2 separate regions of the Canis lupus genome follow, and region 2 is linked to region 1. A link is a contact called in public Hi-C data. All regions are on one chromosome and are shown on one strand. The core of a region is the stretch at or near the end of the contact, and the rest is flanking DNA. Distances in the headings are between cores, read along the strand shown.

The links. Hi-C and Micro-C count contacts between places; a contact is called where the count stands out from the background.
Region 2: a contact with region 1 is called in a Hi-C map of blood, with 2.7 times the contacts expected there. The contact joins the promoter of EAF1 here to the promoter of BTD in region 1. A contact is called at or near these places in 2 of 9 Hi-C or Micro-C datasets (blood and skin fibroblasts).

The regions. Positions count from the first base shown.
Region 1 is chr23:27,579,768-27,583,827 of UU_Cfam_GSD_1.0, reverse strand. BTD (biotinidase) reads left to right here and starts at 1,469. Exons shown (of 6, transcript XM_038570796.1): 1 at 1,469-1,894. It overlaps LOC608697 (2-hydroxyacyl-CoA lyase 1), which reads right to left and starts at 1,691. Exons shown (of 33, transcript XM_038570782.1): 1 at 1,489-1,691; 2 at 1,209-1,313. The coding sequence starts at 1,578.
Region 2 is chr23:27,713,867-27,718,233 of UU_Cfam_GSD_1.0, reverse strand. It overlaps EAF1 (ELL-associated factor 1), which reads left to right and starts at 2,697. Exons shown (of 6, transcript XM_038570800.1): 1 at 2,697-2,877. The coding sequence starts at 2,775. METTL6 (tRNA N(3)-methylcytidine methyltransferase METTL6) reads right to left here and starts at 3,186. Exons shown (of 6, transcript XM_038570808.1): 1 at 3,108-3,186; 2 at 1,291-1,682; 3 at 298-429. The coding sequence starts at 1,515.

The sequences.
Region 1 (4,060 bases), core at 220-2,719:
TGAGGAAGAAACCAGACATTCCGCCTCCAGAAAAACAGTAAAATATAAGTCTTATTAATCGGTCACTAGCTTCATCTTCTCAAAAAGATGACAGAATAGAATGTTGTTCCAATTAAGAAGACAGAAAGAATACAAAATGAAGATCTGATTTAAGATTTTAAAGAACTATAATCCTCAAATCTTATACTTAGGGATTGTCAGTCAATTAATAAAAAACATGGTAAGCTTCTGTATCATCCAAAAACCCCAGCCACACCAAGCACTATGGAGACAGAACAAATGAACCTGCTCTCTAGAAGCCCACATCTGATGGCAGAGGAAGGGCAGCATTTAGGGAGGTCAAGGCAACTGTCTGGGCAACAGGTGGCAAGAGCCTGAATTAGAGAGCAACGCTGAGAGTGCAAAGCAGGAATACTTGGCTTTAGATGGACTGACAGGATATGACACTGTAGAGGTAGTTTCTTGATCTTTTAAACCAGCACTGGTGATAGGAGGGCAAGGCTGGGCTGACAAAATGTCTTATTTTTCATTCTTTTGCTTCCAAATAAGGTTCTAAGAAGAGTGGCAGCATGATGTTGTGGAAGGGGCACTGGACTGGGATTGAGGACACGGGAGTTCCAATCATGGCTTTATCATTTGTGACACTGTCACCTTGCAGGGCCACCTACTATGTAACAGGCTACCTGGCCTTCACCCATTCATCTTGTAGGAACTCCCTGAGCACCTATCATGTGCTACGCAGTGGGGATACAGAGGAGTCAAGGAAAAAATAATACCTCTCCTCTCTTAGAGCTCACAGACTAATAGGGAAATCAGACCAGACAAACAACACAGAAAATCAGACACGAACAGGTAGTTATGAGAGGACAGAAGGCCTGGATTCAGACTGGGAAACTGTTCCCTCCAATTCCGACTCTCTAGACTTGGCAAAGTACAAGCAGCGCCAAGAGCTTGGCCTCCAGACTCAGAACCCCTGGGCTCAAACCCTGGCTCCGCCACTACCAACTGTCGCCTCGGGCAAATCACTTAACCTCTCACCTTCCTCCTCTGTCAGCTAGGATTAACAAGAGTTCTTGCTTCATAGGCTTGTTGTGCTTGGCATGAGTTTAGTACAGGGGCAGGGGTAACCGCGGAGCGTCTGCAACCAATACTTGTGTCATCATCAATCATTTCCAATCACGCTGCTGGCTCCCAGCGTCCAGGCTTACCGCTTGCTCATTCCTCATCCCCACATATCTGATGCCCAGCTTCTGCGCCGCAACGGCGATTTCGGTCACTGGGATGCCCACGATGCCAAACACGTACTCCACATCCTGGGGGGCAGGAACAGGGGAGTAAACGCCCGCCCTCCCCCCGCCCCCGCGGCGCCAGAAGGGAAGCCTCAGGGCGAACCTCCCGTCCCACCCCGGCGTTCTCGCCGTCCGCCGCCACCGCTCCGCCCCCTCCCGGCTTCCGTAGGAGCCTTTCGCGGCAGCAGAGTCGCCGTACTTGGGTTTTCAGGGCCTGGGCGATGACTTCAGCACCAGAAACCTTCTCCTCGCCCCCGTCGCTACGCTCGGCGAAGGCGCTCTCCGCCATCTTCCACCTCAAAAAGTTCGAGGTACTCGCGGAGGCAACAGGCAGCAGACGCGGAGCGACCCAGCCAAACTGAGGGGGCAGCCACGCGCCAATCGTGGGGCCCGGTCCTGTGACTGACAGGGGAAGGCGACCAACCGCTTGAAATAGCGGAAGGAAAAGGCGGGGCTTACGTTCGTCGGCTCGCAGGATGAGGCGGGGAGGTAAACACGCTCCTTCTCCAATCAGAGCCGTGCACTTTGCCCGGCTCCTCCATTCGCCGGGGCAGAGCGTCAGGAGGAGGCAGGCCTAGCAGTAGGCGGAGGCCTATGCCGAGCAGGTGAGACCCCGAACCTGGGGGGCCTCTCGCCTCCCCCGCCCCCGCCCCCGTCCGATTACCTTCCGGAGCCTTCGGGGCGCGCGGAGGCGAAGGGCGCATGCGCATAGTGGGGCCGCAGGAGGGCTAGGAGCACGTGCGGAAGGGGGCGTGGCGGGGTGTGCGGCCTTCGACCCCGCCGTGCTCTAGGGGCCGAGGGCCGGCTCGCAAAGGCTGCTGGGACCGGGGTGGGCTGAGCCGAGCCCCAGCGCGGTGCAGACTTGTAGGGTCGCGTCGTGGTTCTGGGCTGCTTGTGTCCTAGGCATTTGTTACGTGCTTTTTTGTTTGTACACAATTTTGTAACTTTAAAGAAGTTTCATCTGGGGGGGGCGCTCGACGGGATGAGCACTGGGCGTTATGCTCATAACGAGTGCGAGTGCAAATTGCACTCCAATAAAAAAAATAATAATAAAATTAAAAAAAAAGTTTCACAACTGTGCAGTTCGTGAAACATGGTAATGAACTGCTACGCGTTAATTAAATTCGTACATGGATGTGTCTGCGGTGTCTCTCCCAGTGGTAGAAATAAGGACACTGAATTTTACAAGCCAGAGACAGTAACTGTTCACCCCATTTCTCCGATTCCCGAACTTGTACTCTCCTCACTCTTCAGCTCTTAGGCTAGAAGGGACAGGGAAGGAACCCTTGAACCTAGTTACTTTTGCAGGACTTGAGCTCCCAACCCTGAGGTCAAGACCTGAGCTGCAGTCAACACCCAGGTACCCCTGAACGTAGTTGCTTCTGACCATTGTTTCCTCTAACTCTTACTACTGTCTCTTCCTCTCCATTCTCTGTCCATTTTTGTCTTTCCAAAATCAGGAAAGGTGGGATTTCATAATTCTTAGATTTAGGTTCTGTTGACCAGCCCCTGTAGCTGAAAATCTTTTAAAACACATTTATGAGGCGCGCTGGGGCGGCTCAAAAAAACAAAACAAAACAAAAAAAAACTTGCACTTTTGAGCAGAAAAAGATGCTTGTAATGTGCAACTTTTGTAATGTGCAAAAACTTGCACTTTTGAGCAGAAAAAGATGCTTGTAATGTGCAATGTGGCCTCTGAGTTATTAAATCTGAGTTCTTAAACTTGTTATCTCCATAACAAAGAGGGACTAAATTTTTTAGGATTTCGAGTGTTTTAAAGCAAAGAGAAAAGTAATATGTGGAAGGTAAAGAGAGAGGGGAGTGGATCATGGATAGAGAAATGAATGAAAAGTATTGGAAAGTGAAAGGATTTCTAAACCCGAGACTTTCCAACCGCAGTCCGGGGCCCTTCCAAAAGGTCTTCCTTTCAGCGTTTCAAGCCCTAACCCCCATCCCTATACAGAAGAGAATGAAATAGTTGCCTTTCTGGATGCAGAGACCTGGCCTCCATAAGGTATCCCATCAAATAGATTTCTTTGATGTCTCAGAGTTCTTTTAAACATAAATGCAGATCTTGCATTCCACTCCAAAGTATATCCATATCTAATATAAATTTTAGTATCTTTTTATGAGATGAACATACAATTAAATGTACAGATCTTAAATATTAAATAAGTTTTGACAGTTGTATACACCTATGTAATCACCACCCAAAATAAAAATGACATTTTAAACTCCCTGTCAAGTGAAATTGACATTCCAGAAATATGCAAAATGTTCTTTGTATGGCTTTGAGTAGTCCTGTTCTTTGTCTCCTTCAGGCTGTTTCAGAAGCATGGACCCCACTCTTCTCTATCATGTAGTATTGTTTATATTGGTACCTATGTGACAGTCTCTACTCCCATTGCATCAGAATCACTTGGAAAGCTTTTTATTTTTTTATTTTTTTTTTCAGAATTCATTTTGTCATTTTCTTTTAAAGATTTTATTTATTTATTCATGAGAGACACAGAGAGAGAGAGGCAGAGACACAGGCAGAGGGAGAAGCAGGCTCCATACAGGGAACCTGACGTGGGACTCGATCCTAGGTCTTCAGGGTCATGCACTGGGCTGAAGGAGGCACTAAACTACTGAGCCACCTGGAAAGCTTTTTAAAAATACAGTTGCTTGGGCCCCACACCATATTTTCTGAATCAATGTGTTAGGACAAGTTAGGCACCCATATTTTTTTTAAGCTGTTACATAGTTGTTTTTTTTGTTCAAATTTTTAT
Region 2 (4,367 bases), core at 1,448-3,947, 130 kb before region 1:
TCTTAAAATAGTTCAGCAAAAAAATGTCTATAAAGCAAATGTGGCAAAATGCTGCCAATCATTAAATCTGGGTTTAAGTATATGAGTGTCATTTTGGTAATTCCTTCTACTTTTCTGAGTAAAGCTATGTTTTCTGTATGTACTATATATGCATTAAATAGGAAAAACACATCCATAGTGATCACGGCTGGTTAGCTTCAATGAGAGGACTGGAATTAGGCAAATGAGTAGAGAAGGGAGGTCAGAGAAATCTAAGAAAAAGAGCAACACAACAGAATATATGGATGGAGCACCAACCTTGACATATTCAACTGCTCTTGGAGAAAAATCACAGGCATAAGCAAAGATATTCTGATCTTCCAAAAGTGGGAATAAACAGTTCCCAACACCGCAGCCAGCTTCAAGTATAGTCAATTTTTGATCTTCAAACTAAGGAAACAGAACCCAAAGTCATAGCATGCTACATCTGCATCACAGAGAAAGCAAACTACAAGAATACACCTCAGGACAGGAGAAACAAGGTCTCTGACCCAGGGAACCGACAATAAACCCATGAATTGATAACTTAAAGCTAATACTCATATCTCATTTGTCATCCAACAGGGGCAGTTTGGTATGGTGTCAACGGCTAACAGAACAGGCTCTGGGACTAAACTGCTTGCACTCAAATCTGGATTCCTCCCCTCACTCGTGTTCTATTGCCAGACCACTTACACAGCTGTGCGCTTCACTTTTACCGGACAAGTGGGGATAATCAGGATGCCTACCTCAACAGTGTTATGATAAGGCTTAGGACACAAGGGGCCATGGTAAAGTGTTCATCATCCTTATGAATCTGAATCTCACTGAAGTCATCCAGTATGAAATTAATATTTACGACTTTCAGACGAAGAAATAGAAAATAGGGATGTCTGGGTGGCTCAGTGGTTGAGCATCTGCCTTCAGCTCAGGGTGTGATCCTGGAGTCCTGGGATTGAGTCCTGCATCGGGCTCCTTGCATGGAACTTGCTTCTCCTCCCTCTGCCTCTCTCTGTATTTACATGAGTAAATAAATAAAATCTTAAAAAAAAAGAAAGAAAGAAAAATCGAAAATGGCTCCTAAAGCTCTCTTTCCTACAGATTATATAACCCAGGAAATGCTAAACTGTGTTTGAGACCAAACAGTGTGTTTCCAGGGAACAAAGCATTTTGACAGGCTTCATAAATTCTCTACCCCACTGGAATGCAAGAAACACTCCTCTTCACATTTTAAATGAAAAACAACTCAAATAAGGTGCAATATTAGTTTACCTCTCTACAGGATCTGAGATCCTCAAACTCTCGGGTGGTCCAGTGTCTATCTTTGAAGAAGTTAGTACTATTTCTTTTGTAAAAAAGGTCCCAGTTCTTCTGAGCCTCTTTTTCCAGTTTCTGCTGCTTAAAATCGGACACCAAAGCTTGATCTCTTTTCAATTTCTCCTCTTCTTCAGAGCTGAGAATCCTTGCCTGCAGCCCTTTTCTTTGCAAAGAAGCCATCTCCTCAACTGACAGGCATTACTGTTAACAGTGCTGAGGACTCTCCATCCCTGAGGAACCCGAGGACTCCAAGCTGATATTGCAGACATACAGAGGCAGGGTTTTTTCGGATGCAGTTTCTCAAGATTGGATTAATCCTGATTGGATTTCTCAGGCAGCACTGAGCCCTTGTGCAGGAGAAAGGAGATTCCGTTAGTGGCTTTAGAACAGTTTTTAAGACGCTGGGTTGGTGGTTCTAGAACATTTCTGTCACCAAACAGTTCAGACGCTGACTCGACACAACCTGGCCCACTACACAAGAGGTCGGTCACAAAGACCAAGACGCAGTCCCTACCTTCAGACAGACGGCCAGGACTCTCACGCACCGAACCACAAGTCAACTATTATAAACCGCTTTGCTTTTTAAAAAAGGACAGGCCCAAGGACTGACTGAGGAACCTTAGGGAGAAGACGCTCATCGGTTTTCGGTGCCCGCGACGAGGGGCGACTTAAAACAACCATGAGAGCTTCCCGAGGTGGCGACAGGCGGTCAAGTGGGGTCACCGTCGCCCAAGGATCGGAGACTCGCTTTGGGGGAGGGGGGAGATTTGGAGCCAAGCCCGGCGGCCTGAGTCTCTGATCGCACTCCCAAGAAGCTGTCTCACGAACCAGTGGGGGCGTCGCTTTCCAGGGGCTGGGGCTCCGGCTCCTCCATTAACGCGTGAGGGAGAAGAGGCCAATGACGCGCGGGGCCGGAGCCGTCGGGCGGAGGGCGCTCGGGAGAAACCAGGCCGCCGCGGCCGCCAGGGCCTGCGGAGAGCCGGCCACGCTGGCTACCGGGCCCGTGTTCACCTAGTTCGCCGCGCTCTCGGGCTCACCGTCGTCGGTTCTTACATTCGCCTGATCGGGGAGGGCCGGACGCCCTCGGCCCTCAGCCCGGCTAGGGGAGCCGCCACGCGGGGACAAACCCGCCTCAGGCACCTCACCCGGCGGAACCCTCAGCCATGGCGCCGCCCCCGCCACTTCCGCCTCGGACGCAGAGGTCCCGCCCCGCCGCCGGAAGTCGCGCGGCCCTGCTTCCGCGCAGGCCTCCCCCGCCCGGCCCGCCCCGCCGCCGAGGAGAGGACCTGCTTCCGGCCCCGGGTGGGCGCCGGCTGGGCTCGCCGCGCGCCGCGGAGCGCGGCCCAGGGAGCGTCGGTCCCCCGGACGCTGGCGCCGGAAGCTCGGGCCGCGGCTGCGCGGGGAGAGCGCCGGTGCGGGCGCGGGGCTCGGCGAGGGCCATGAACGGGACCGCGAACCCGCTGCTGGACCGCGAGGAGCACTGCCTGCGGCTCGGGGAGAGCTTCGAGAAGCGGCCGCGGGCCTCTTTCCACACCATTCGCTGTAAGCCGGCGCTCCCCTGCGTCCCTTTCGGCCGCTGCCCCGCCTTTGCCAGCCCGACCCCTCCCTCGGCCCCCGGCCCCCGGCCCCCGAAGCCCTGGAAGCCCTGGAAGCCCTGGAAGCCCCTGCCCACGTCAGCTCCCTTCTCTTCCCCTCGATCCTCCGGGACCTCAGTCCCCCCGCCCCCACCCCTCCTTTTTCCCAGCTCGCTTCCAAACCAAACCCTCCGTCACCCCCAACGATATTCTTGTGCCTTGTGATCCCAGATACTTCTTCCGAAGGTGGTCGGCCCCCTTGCTTTTTCGTCCGCCCACTCGGCCCTTCCTTATGCGAAACTGACCCCCCCCCCTCTTTATTACGGAAAGACCGTGACCTCACGTCGGCCTCCAGGTCGCCTGTGGGCCATCCCCCTTTCCCAGGGCCCCGCCAGGGTCCTCCACGGTTAAAGGGCCCTTCCCGTCTGCTCGCGAGCCTCGTCGCCTCCCTCCCCTTCCATCCCCTTCTTCCCTGCCCTCCTCAGCCTTCTTGCCTCGTCCGTCTTTGTTCGGGCCACCCCGAGCCTGCGCTCCATCTCCTGGGCAGCCCGAGAATCCGCGTCCCCCGTGCGCTCCGTCAGCGTCTTCCCCCCTCTAGCTTTGCGTGCCTCGTCGGACCCTGCTGTCTTTTGAGGTCACCCATCCTACCCACACTTAAACCCCGTACCAAGCCCCATGTGGGCGACGAATAAAATTAGCATTGGTGAGCCTGGAGTAAGTTAAAGCTTGGTGAGCTATGTTTGGAAGCCGAGGAGGAGGCCTAAAGACCAGCCAAGTAGTCATTATGCTGGACCTTCCTTTTCTGCGTGATTACAGACTCTGTGGAGGGAGGGCACGTCCACTCCAGGCCCTGCGTGAAGTTTCGGCTGTTAGGAATGGGCTGACTGGAGCATCCCTCTGTGATTCACAAGCTCCTGGTTTCCCGTCTTGGTAGTGCTCGTGCTGGTTAAGACTTGTTTTTGTCGAAGGAGCTAATAAAAGTGACTCAACACATTGGAAGAGGGCGTGTTGGGAGAATGAAGTTCCATCTTTCCGTGGTCACTTGCCTTCCCATTACCGTGTCTCCTGCTGACAGCAGATCGGCTTTCTCAGAGGGTAGATGTGGGTGGGGAATGTGACAGGAGCATCATTTCCTGAGCAGTTTCCTTAGTTGATGGTTTAATAGGGTGAAGGGCAGTGCGGAATTTGAGAGGCTTCACATAAGCACCTGGCCTGCAGCTTGAGACCAGTGTATGTCAAAATGGAGAAAAATGACTATTCATGTTGTACTTTGGCAGCAGTTGAGAGATGTGGGCAGGATTAACCTTTGGAGGTGCAGTTCAGCCATCTGCTCTGTACTTTTACAAGAGTGTTTTTATTTTTGTTAAAGCTATAGAAGTTGAGTGTGGCAAATTCTGATTTTGAGTTTCTTTGCAAAATGAAATCAGTTTATGTGGTACTGTGGCCTTCCATGTTTCA